Linked DNA regions of Zea mays: region 1 is linked to region 2. Evidence: chromatin contacts called from public Hi-C data. All regions are on one chromosome and are shown on one strand. The core of a region is the stretch at or near the end of the contact, and the rest is flanking DNA. Distances in the headings are between cores, read along the strand shown. Region 1 holds the start of LOC103653545. Region 2 holds the start of LOC100383806.

Evidence for each region. Hi-C and Micro-C count contacts between places; a contact is called where the count stands out from the background.
Region 1: a Hi-C map of leaf shows a contact between it and region 2, with 2.9 times the contacts expected there. The contact joins the promoter of LOC103653545 here to the promoter of LOC100383806 in region 2. A contact is called at or near these places in 10 of 25 Hi-C or Micro-C datasets (bundle sheath, ear, leaf and 2 more).

Annotation. Positions count from the first base shown.
Region 1 is chr4:99,446,174-99,451,818 of Zm-B73-REFERENCE-NAM-5.0, reverse strand. It overlaps LOC103653545, which reads right to left and starts at 2,974. Exons shown (of 11, transcript XM_008680422.3): 1 at 2,558-2,974; 2 at 469-541; 3 at 294-371. The coding sequence starts at 2,668.
Region 2 is chr4:99,226,698-99,231,929 of Zm-B73-REFERENCE-NAM-5.0, reverse strand. LOC100383806 reads left to right here and starts at 2,343. Exons shown (of 3, transcript NM_001176438.2): 1 at 2,343-3,451; 2 at 4,370-4,411. The coding sequence starts at 2,764.

The DNA.
Region 1 (5,645 bases), core at 1,725-4,224, 220 kb before region 2:
GGATGACTCTCCCTTTTAAAGTGACTTACTCCTCCTAAGTTAAGTGAGGTGGTATAATTCTGAGGCTCACACGGTCGCCGTCCAACTACAATTGAGCTAACTGGCCAATTACGCAATTGGGCCAACTGAGCTAATTACGTCTTTGCCAACCGGTAACAGTGGAGGATGTCCTAGTCATGTCTAGGTTCATAATCATTCATATGAACGTGGACATAAAAATCAAGAGATAAAACGACTACTATTTTAGGACGGAGGGAGTATATGTTTTACACCGTAAATTTGCATGTGCTTACCACTATCATCGTCATCACCATTTAGTGCAGTTTTTGCGAGAAAGCAGCCTCCCAGTTCTTCAAGAGCCTCAGAAAACTCTGCATTGGCCAACAAGCACTCGGTTACAAACATGGATACAACTGAATAATAATATTGCAAGTAATTTAACATCTGAAATAAGGCCGTCATCAGTACCATATACACTATTTGTTGTAGCGGCTGCAGCTGAAATCAAGCCATCATAGCAGTTTCTCATGTCTTCCACCTCCTGCAGAGAAGTTGAGAGCCCTACTTCAGAGTCAGTAACGAACAACCGACAAAAGGATGATTAGTTGTCCACCTCTTGACCTCGTTTCTCTACAGTTTCTCATTTAAATAGTAAAAATATTAAAATTATGTATAAATGGGGATTCAAACCATGATTGTTGGTTTTAAATCCACATTCACACTCACCTAGCCAACACATCATACATATCTTTGTGTTTTATATTTAACAGCGTACAGACACTTGCTCATTTTAGCTTCGTGCTAGCAACAAACTGTCTATGATCCCAATCTTTAGGAGTGATACGTTCAGAATGTAAGATTTGGTAAACATCCGTCTCAATCCTATATGAATGAGCAAGCACTAGACATTTCTTATATATTCTGCATCGTTATGGTCACAAGTCCAAAGAGCATAGCGTCGGAGCAAATGCGTCGTGTGGCATAGCAAAGCGTTCATACGACGGAAAAACCCTTGTTGATATGTATTATCCAAATAATATATAAGCCATTCCTCTCCTCCCCGGTCAAGATCACGTTAGATGGCTGATATGTTTCTACAGCAACTTTCTCGGATGGACGTTTCCTCGTGAAGACTTTGACCAGCGAGAACAAGCCCCAAAAGGCCAGGTACATTTGGAACAACTCCAACAACTACAGATTAATTATATTTTTCTTGCACAAAAAACTAGTCAAACTGTTTAAATTTACTATATCCAACGAAATAGTGAATCTAGCGGCTAGATTCATCGTTTTGGTAAAGTTTTTCAAGAGTGCTCTATCAAATTATGTTTGATGTACGTAGCTGGACAAAATTCCTCACTGTACCGCTGGTTACATTCAATTTTTTTATTTTCCTTCTTCACGAGTGTTTCTTCTTTCCCGGCCATTCCTCCTCTTCACTACCCAGACATGCCCGCATCCTTTCTGTTGGCATTTTTTGGACCAAATACTAACGAACCCTAGATTCTTCACGCGACGTGTAGGACCTTGAGCTCGACTTCACATGGTGTCGGAAGGTCCGCGGTAGGGCGCCGGACCATCCGTGGCGCGCACAGAGGTCTCGGTAAACCTAGATCTCATCTCTCGAGAGTGACTCCATCAGGGAGCAGATATCATAGGGTTGTTTCGGGATCGACAGACTACACAAAGCGCCTTTAGACAATATAGAGCCAAACAGAGTAGAAAATTGAGATTGATGAACTACAACTAATGCTACGCTATATCAAGATCTAAAGCATGAAGGTAAGTAATGTAAATATATTGGTTTGATTAGATTGTGTGTGCATCAATCGGCCGTACCCATTTATATTCGTAGCGAGGAGGTCTGAGAGAAGTTGAACAAAATATCACAAAAAATAGGAAGGATATCACAACAAATCAGGACTCTCGCTTGAATTCATCTAATCTTGAACGGTCCGAAGTACCAAGCCCGACCTAATGGTGATAATGGACTTTAGATTTTACACTATAAAATTTAAGGATCGAATCGAATTAGGAACGAGCTCTATTCCTATTAATTTTTGAATTAAAATTAATTAAAGATCATAGCTTATTGTGAAGCAACATTTTGATTGTAATCTATTACCATCCCTCGCTAGACACGGACTTAGCTTGTCTGTGCTTGCCTACCACCCACGGACCGTCTGATAGTATCAGTGCTACAATTTTTAGTGTTCAACACCTTCTTTCCTCGGCAAAATCTACGTATGAAATGCAGTTTTTGTAATCAAAATGCAGTTGGGACAATATCTTGGTGCTACAAAACTAGCTAGATAGTTTGAGGTAGCATGAAATGCAGGTTTTGTAATCAAAACTATATGGGTCTCCGTGTTCTACCTTTCCACCGCGCTTCTATTACAAAAACTAGATAGTTTCATCATTCCCGGCAAAACGAAACCCGAACAGGATCCACTCACCTCAAGAACGGCACACAAAAATAGGCCGTGGAATCCCAATCGCCCGGTAGAAATTCCAATAGGGAAAAAAAGGGTGGAGGTGGGGAATGAATGGTACGAACATGGGCGGCGCAGACGAGCTCGTCGAGCTTGGCCGGCGGCGGCTGGTGCCCCCTCCGCTCCTTGGGGTGGTGGTGGCCGAAGCCCCTGAGCCTGCGCAACGGCGACTTCATCCCCTGCGGCGTTTGGTTTCTCCCTCTAATCTCGCGTTCGTCGTTGCAAACAGGCGCCTCCTTGCTCCGAGTAAGCCCCTATGATCTTTCCGTAAGCGTAAGCTAGCCGTGGATTTGGAAAGCACCCTTGTGGCTGCGACCCCTTCTTCCTTCCTGATCCTCTGTGCGTCCGTTGCCTTGGAGTTGGAGCCTCGGCTAAAATTAGCTGGCCACTTGGGGCTACGAGGGAGAGGGAGTTCGGAAGGTATCAATCTCTCTTCCCGCTACTTATAATAGAAGCTGACGCTGCTTTGTTTAATCGCGAATGGAGGTCGGAGGAACAGGGACACCCATATCGGCACGGTTGACCTTGACCATGAGACTGCAATCGCGCGGGAGACCGGCTGCTGCCTGCTCCTCTCATTTGCCAAATTTCGACAAGCTGCTCCAACTTTTAATTCTCTCACTAGTTACAAAATGTTCGACAACCGGATAATGCACTTTTGATTGTTTGTCATTATGTTCAATGGTATATAGCATGAAATAAAAAACAGGTGAGAGAGAGCGAAATAGGAGTTAAAAAAAACATAAAAATGTGTACAACGGCTAGGATGCAAATAGTAGCTAGCAAGTTTATACAAGAATGGAATACAACGTAATTGAACATTAGCCATATATATTGTATCCTTATTTCTAACATCCATCATCTACAATCGAGTAAGTTACACAATTTTGATGACTGTGAATATAAATATAGTGTTTCTCCTAAACCTTGCAAAATATCTGCTAGTCTCGCTTGCTCAACAACCAACTACCTTGCTCCACAACCCACTACCCTAGGCCACCCATACACATCACAACGTGTCAATAATTTCCTAAAATAGATTCAAACATCTATCTAATGATACTAATTATATAACAAATATTAATATATATTTGATCAAAGTTAAAAATGATTGACACCTCAAGAACGACAATTATTTTGGGATGTATGGAGTATGTCATCAACTGGTGCTAATTTTCATGAAACACAAATTCTGACTTGTAAGTTAAAATTTTTGTTTTGTGGAGTACTCCTAGGAAGGGTATAATGGGTAGGGTTTCCGCACCCTGTATCCGTTGAGCTCGCTCTCGAGCTTCTCCTTGCGCTGGTCGCCACGGCTAGAGACACTGAAGACCCACCCCTAGTCGAAGCCATAGCACGGGCCGAGGCGGCTGCCAATCTTGGTGCCGACATCACAGTTCTTGGTCGTGATTTAAGAAGAACTAAGTTTGAACCTGTTTCTAGAAAACCCCAACCAAAACGGGATTTTCAATCTACGCTTTGATTTTTGAGTTGCTCAGGTTGATACTTCAAGAATCATCTTCTTTCCCCCGCGCAAACTTTCTGTGAAGTTTGAGAATTTTATGGGCATTTTAGCGTGCCCAGCACTGCCGGCCATGAGCGCAGCACTACTGCTCAACCATTCCTGCTATTCTATTACTGAATTTTTGCAGAGAGTTTGGTTGGGCATTCTTCAGGCTTTTGGTACATTCAAATGACACTGGTTTGCATTGTACTCTGATCTGCTATTTTGAGTCCTTAGAGGATTTTGGTTTGAGTTTTGGGAATCAAGTCACAAGTGTCGTTCTCGCAGTTCGAGAATTTGTAATGGCTCCCATTCACCCCCACTGGTGGCCTCACCAGTCCTTCATATTCTTCAGAGCGTTGATTCATGTTATACATCCATTTACGACTCATCTGTATTATTTGTATAAGACATTATTAATGCTATCTTTCATAAACATATGACACAATCGACCATAAAATTCAAGGAATCTTAACAAATAAATAACTATTTCAACTATATTATATGAGAGGATGAACTTGCTAACGTTTTTCACACTTAAATGAGTGAAATCTTCAACAAATTCTTCGAAAATAAATTGTATAGTACCTCCTCTCTTTGAAGCTTATCACGACATGAACCTATGAGAGAATTAAATTACCTTCATGTGTAATACACAACATATGAGACAATTAACTCAAACAATTTAAAAATATTACACAACAACACTATTTCAAACTTATTTAGCAAATGAACAAAGCTCCAATCTAGTTTACTACTAATTTCTATTACATTCATTCATATTTCTACACATATTAGAGGACGAACATACTAATTTTTCCCTAAATTATATAAACCACAAATATCAAAAAACCTAAACAAAAAATAACTATTTCAACTTCACTATATAGGAGGACGAACTTGCTGACTTTTTCGCACTTAAATGAATGAAAATTTTAACAAATTCTTGAAAAATTTGCACAACACTTCACCACTTTAAGCTTATAGCGACATAAATAGAGAGCTAGACTATGTTCTTCACACGAGCTAAAAGGAGAGGGTTTATAAATCAAGAATATTAGTACTTGGTGTCTTCAACTAGTACTAAATCATTGACATTAGTGCCGGTTGGAATCACCAACAGTTACTAAAGGAGTGTTTGGTTCAGCCCATATAAAGTTTAGTCTATGTTACATCAAATATCTAAATAATTTATACGTGTATATATTAAATATTGTCTAGTTATAAAACTAATAACATACACTACCGGAATCGCGTTCTTTGCCGAGTGTCTAAGACACTCGGCAAAGGCTATTTTACACTCGGCAAAGGCTTTGCCGAGTGTAACACTCGGCAAAGAACACTCGACAAAGATTTCATCGGCAAAGGGTTCTTTGCCGAGTGTTTTTTTCGGACACTCGGCAAAGACTTTGCCGAGTGTCAAAAAGCACTCGGCAAAGAAAAACACTCGGCAAATTAAGAATCGAAAAAATTAAAAAAAACAGCAAAACATTTTTTAAATTCTAGGAACAACTCTCCAACCCTACCCTATTACCTTACCCGTTGCCCTATCATTTTTCACTATTATTTTGAATCAAACTTATATGTTTTGTAAATGGTGAGATTCGAACTCGCAACCTCTCTCTCGCGCATTCCATCCTATACCACTA
Region 2 (5,232 bases), core at 1,094-3,593:
GTTCAGGTTGAAGCTAACATGTCTCGCCTACTGCAACTCACTTTGTTTGCGCACTTGTACCATATGAGCCTGGCTCAGACGAGCTGATGCTTGTCATCCAGTAGGCAGCCGGGCTAGAAGGCTAAAACTAGTTAAAAGCGAAAGCCTTGTGCCACGAGTAGGGCTGGATGAAATGCTCGTGTCTCGCTAGCTCGCTCGGTTCATGGTCAGCTCGATTCGGCTCGGATCGGCTCGTTTGAATTTTTTCACGAGCTGAGCTGACATCCTAGCTCGGTTTGTTAACGGGCCAGCTCGGTTCGTTAATGAGCCAGCTCGCGAGCTAAACGAGCTATCATATTACAACAAAACGAAACTATATGCATATCATTTACAGAATAATTGATGAACGTATTATATATATATGTGAGGTGTTTATGGCCTATGAATTAAACTAATGATTAATGAACTATGTCTATGTGTTAATTTGGTCTATGCATATATAATTATGGATTAAACTGATGAACATGTATGTGAACTGTGAATTAATGAGTGATGAATTGTGCTAATTTGGTGTTACATTGACGTGGTGTCTGAAACTATGAGTATAATTACTATTTTCTATTGTTAAATTAGTTTGAAATTAACTAAAAATAATTATTATGTACATATTATTTTTTCTGCTGTGTCTCGCGAGCTAAACGAGCCAGCTTGAGCTCGTAAATGATCCGAGCCGAGTTGACTCTGTGGCTCGTTACCTTAACGAGTCGAGCCGAGCTGGCTCGTTAGCTTAACGAGCCGGCTCGAACTCGGACGAGCCGAGTCGACCTAGCTCGTTATCCACCCCTAACCACGACTAGCCATGCTCCTAGGTAGGCCTGGGCAAAAAGAACCGGAACCGAGGAACCGAACCGAAATAACCGAGAACCGGAACCGAACTAACCGAACCGAAGGAACCGTTATGAAATTCGGTTCTGGTTTTTTGAGAACCGAAATAAATGAGATATTTTCGGTTCTGCACTCCAAAGAACCGAAAGAACCGAAAAACCCAAAAGTATTAGATTCAATTTGTTACATGTGTTTGTAACTTCGGATGTTGTGTTATCGACTTATGTTGAACCTCTAATCATCCATGTATTATCTATGAAATTATAGTCATTGTGCACTTGTCGTTGTTTGTGGGGAGATGTTGCTGAAATTTCTCACAAAAGTTGTCGTTATTCATAATTTTAGAGTGGCTGTTAAAGTTCGGTTAGAACCGAGGAACCGAACCGAAGAACCGAGAACCGAACTAGTCGGTTCTGATTTCTTTATCTTGCTATTTCGGTTCTAGTTTTTGAAGAACCGAATTTCTACAAGAACCGAGGAACCGAACCGAACCGAACCGAAGAACCGAATGCCCAGTCCTACTCCTAGGAAACGAAACTTGATCTCGTTTCTGTGAACCAGAATAAAAGGCTAAATTTGCACACGAATAGCCTGGCTCCCGAGCAAGCCAGACGATGCAAACACACGAGCTACAGCCGGGAACGCAGTCACGCTGCTGGGTCATAGGCAAACACACCCAAGATGTTTTACAGAACGGAACTACTTAGCTAGCTTGCTTTTATACGTTATAAAAAGAGTAGAATTGAAAAATAAAAAAATTCTAGCACATATCCACTGGGGAGACCGTTTTGTCTAAACGACACATGTAGGGGGTGTTTGGTTTAAGGAATCACTACATCCAAATTGAGGTGGTGCATCATGTGGGATGACCTTATTCCTCATATTAGTACTAACTAATTAACTATGAGTAATGAGGTGGTGATGAATCAACTCATTCCATTCCACAAACCAAACAAAAATAGTGAGGAGTGAGAAGATGATGGACTAGCTCATTCCTTAAACCAAACACCCTAGTAATAAGCACATAACGAAGCATCTACGATGGACACGTAGAGACACAAAATAGTCCTGTCCATTCCTTTCAGGTGCCTTCTTACTATGAGGATGCCCAAAATCGATTGGAAAAAGGAGAGAGAGAAAGTCCGGAGACCGTTGGGATCAGAGGTTGGCGGCCTATTGTTGTGATCTAACCACAGGTCCTAATCACACAATAAATTAAGGCACCAGCACTCCTTGCAGTCGCAAGAAGACCACCCCACCTCTTCTTTCTCCTAGAAAACCCCTTGTATTGAGCCACCTTTTGCCTGTTACATCATGGTGGACATTGGAGGACGCATGATGCATGGGCACTTGGTATTGGCACCGATTCCCTATCCCCTGCTCCAACTAAAATCCACTCTCTCTGCTAGCCTGCCTCTAGCTCTATCTCTCTCTCTCTCTTTTCTCTTTTCTTTTCTTTTCTTTTCTTTTGTGGTTTTATCTCTTCTTTCATTCAGCTCACATACAAACTTAGATATTTTTATATTAAAAATAGTTGCGTATGAGAAACCAAAAGGCGGGAATGACTTGGCGGGGAGAAATACTGACCACTTAGAATTGGCTACTCCTATCACAAGCCACATGAGTCTGTGCCTAATTAAACGCCATTGCTCCTAATCCCCTTGCTTAAAGTAAGACAACGCAATCCTTCCTCACCCTCCTCTCTCTCTCTCTCTCTCTCTCTCTCTCTCTCGGCCTCCGTCTCGTTGCTTTCTCTCCGCCGCCTCCCCCACGCGCCCCCGCCCCTCCCCTCCGCTCTTTCTTTCTCCTACCGTCGTTAACTCTCCGTTACATCACCAGCCTCACGCCGTCACGTCAACTTCCGCCACAAAAAGCACCCGCCCCTGCCCAGCCCCAGCCATGTCCACCGCCGGCGACCCCGCCGTCGCAGCAGCAGCAGCTGCGGCAGCGGCCACCCCGTCAGGTCGCGCGCCGAGGCTGCCGCGGTGGACGCGGCAGGAGATACTGGTGCTCATCGAGGGCAAGCGCATGGTGGAGGGACGCGGCGGGCGCGGCGCGCGGGGCCGCGCGGCGGCGGCGGCGGCTTCTGGAGAGGCCTCGGCGGTGGCGGCGCTGGAGCCCAAGTGGGCCGCGGTGGCAGAGTATTGCCGGCGCCACGGCCTCGAGCGGGGCCCCGTGCAGTGCCGGAAGCGCTGGAGCAACCTCGCCGGAGACTACAAGAAGGTGAAGGAGTGGGAGCGTGCCGCTGCGGCGTCGCGCGAGCCGTCCTTCTGGGCTATGCGCAACGACGCGCGCAGGGAACGCCGCCTCCCGGGCTTCTTCGACCGCGAGGTGTACGACATACTCGAGGGCCGGGGCCGCGCGATCGTCGACGGCCGCTCCGCCCGGAATGCCGCGGCGGAGCAGCCGGCGCCGGTGCGCGTCGACGAGGACAAGGAGGCGGAGGTGCCGGAGGCCGTATTTGACAGTGGCCGCCCGGCTACGGAGGAGGCCTTGTTCTCGGAGGATGAGGAGGAGGAAGAAGAGGACGCACCGCCGGTGGCCCCACCTCCCCCTCCACCACCAGTCATCGCCGTGCCTGTATCTGGTGAGCTGCTCGTTGACTTCCGCTTCGCCTTTTTGCTGCCTCCCGGTGCTTGCACTGTCTGGGTTTCGGTGCTTCATTAATTTTTTGGTGCTATATTAGGGCATGTACAGTGGTGTTTAATGTGGAGGCTTTTAAGGTGTTTAAGGGGGTTATTTGCAAAAAAATCTTAGAGTCGTCTCTCCACGAAGAGACGCCTCTGGCTCGTAAACCAAGTAGCAACAGACGCCTCACTTCCCACTGTACGAATTTGTCGTCTGTTCTATCGATTTGATGCTATACAAATACATTTAATTCTGTATTTATTAATAGACTACGTTTGTAGACACTCCATTGTACAATACAGTCTCTTAGTTGTCTCCTGTGCTTAGAGAACCGTTTTGGTGTCTCTCCACTGTACATGCCCTTATACTATAAAATCAGAAAATTTTAATTGCGAATTCGTTTTGCCGCTGTTTATACTTGAGGTAAAAGGTTGGAGCCTTTCTGGTTCTTGACCATGCTTAAGTTGAGGTATTCATTCATAACTTGTAAGCACAAGTACTTCCTTCAAATCGGATGCTGTTGATTGGACGTCCTACTAAGTATCCTGTTATTAGATGTATGTTGTGTTCTTTATTTTGGTGCTTTAACGGGGTGGAAAATTTCAAGTTCTTGGTCCTCTTTATTTTTTTCTCTTGGAACATCCGCAATCAACTTTTTAAATGGAATAATTTAGCTGCTGTTCTGGTCCTGGATGATTCGGTCTGATTATCATTTTGGTGTGCTGGAATTTAAGTTTGAGATTGGAGCTTGAGTGACTCTCTGATTCATCTCTTATTCCCGACTGTGTTCATTTGATGTACTTTTTTCTTCTATTGTCGATCTCATTCGTAAGTCCACTGGTTTGTCTTGAGTAATTGCTTCAATTTTCCATTTCAGAGAAGCCCGAGGCATCAAGGCAACAACAGAGTGCTGAGCAAGGTACATGAACTTTTACTTCGTTTACTGTTCTCTAGTTTCCTTTATATTTTTTTAACTTGCAACTCCAGATCTTTTAGTATCGCCGACGAACTTTACTGTTCCATTGTGTTCATTAGCCTATTGTATGCATATCACTAATTTAGTGTTGTGTTAGTGATGAATATGGTATTTTCAGCAATTATAATTACAGCATGTGTCAGATGCACAACTTCTCATTATTGAAATTCACTTTGCACTTGAACTTTCAAATTTCAGCAAGGCTTCAGTTGAAGAGAACTATAGAATGTCTTTGTCGGTTTGCCTGCATAACTAGTGTGAACTGTATCATCAGCTATGAGCCATCCATTGTTATAACTTATAATAGACATTATTAAGTCGTGTTGCTAAGTGGTCGTGGGGTAGCCGAAACCAAACTGATACTGTGCTGGATTGCCAGCTTATACGAAAGTGTAAGCAACCACAAATGGCTCTCTTTGGTCGTTACCATGTCCATCAAACTTTTTCCACATTGGCAGTTTTGGATGAATCACGGTTATCAGTTTCTTTCTGTATGATACTGTTCCAAAGTTTAAATCTTCCAAGTGATCAGTTTTAGTTTAATAATTGATTATTACAGATAATGAAATGACTCAATTTTGATATAACTTATGTGAGATTGGCTTTAAGCTTTGTCATAGACTGTTGAGGAGTCTCATATTGTCATATTTCGGTCAATATATTTTTATTAGGTGGAACTAGTTACTGTATTTGCATCAACCCTTTATTGCTCACCTTTTTGTTAGGCCTCGTTTGGCAACCAGAAACGCTTCTGGTTCTTACGA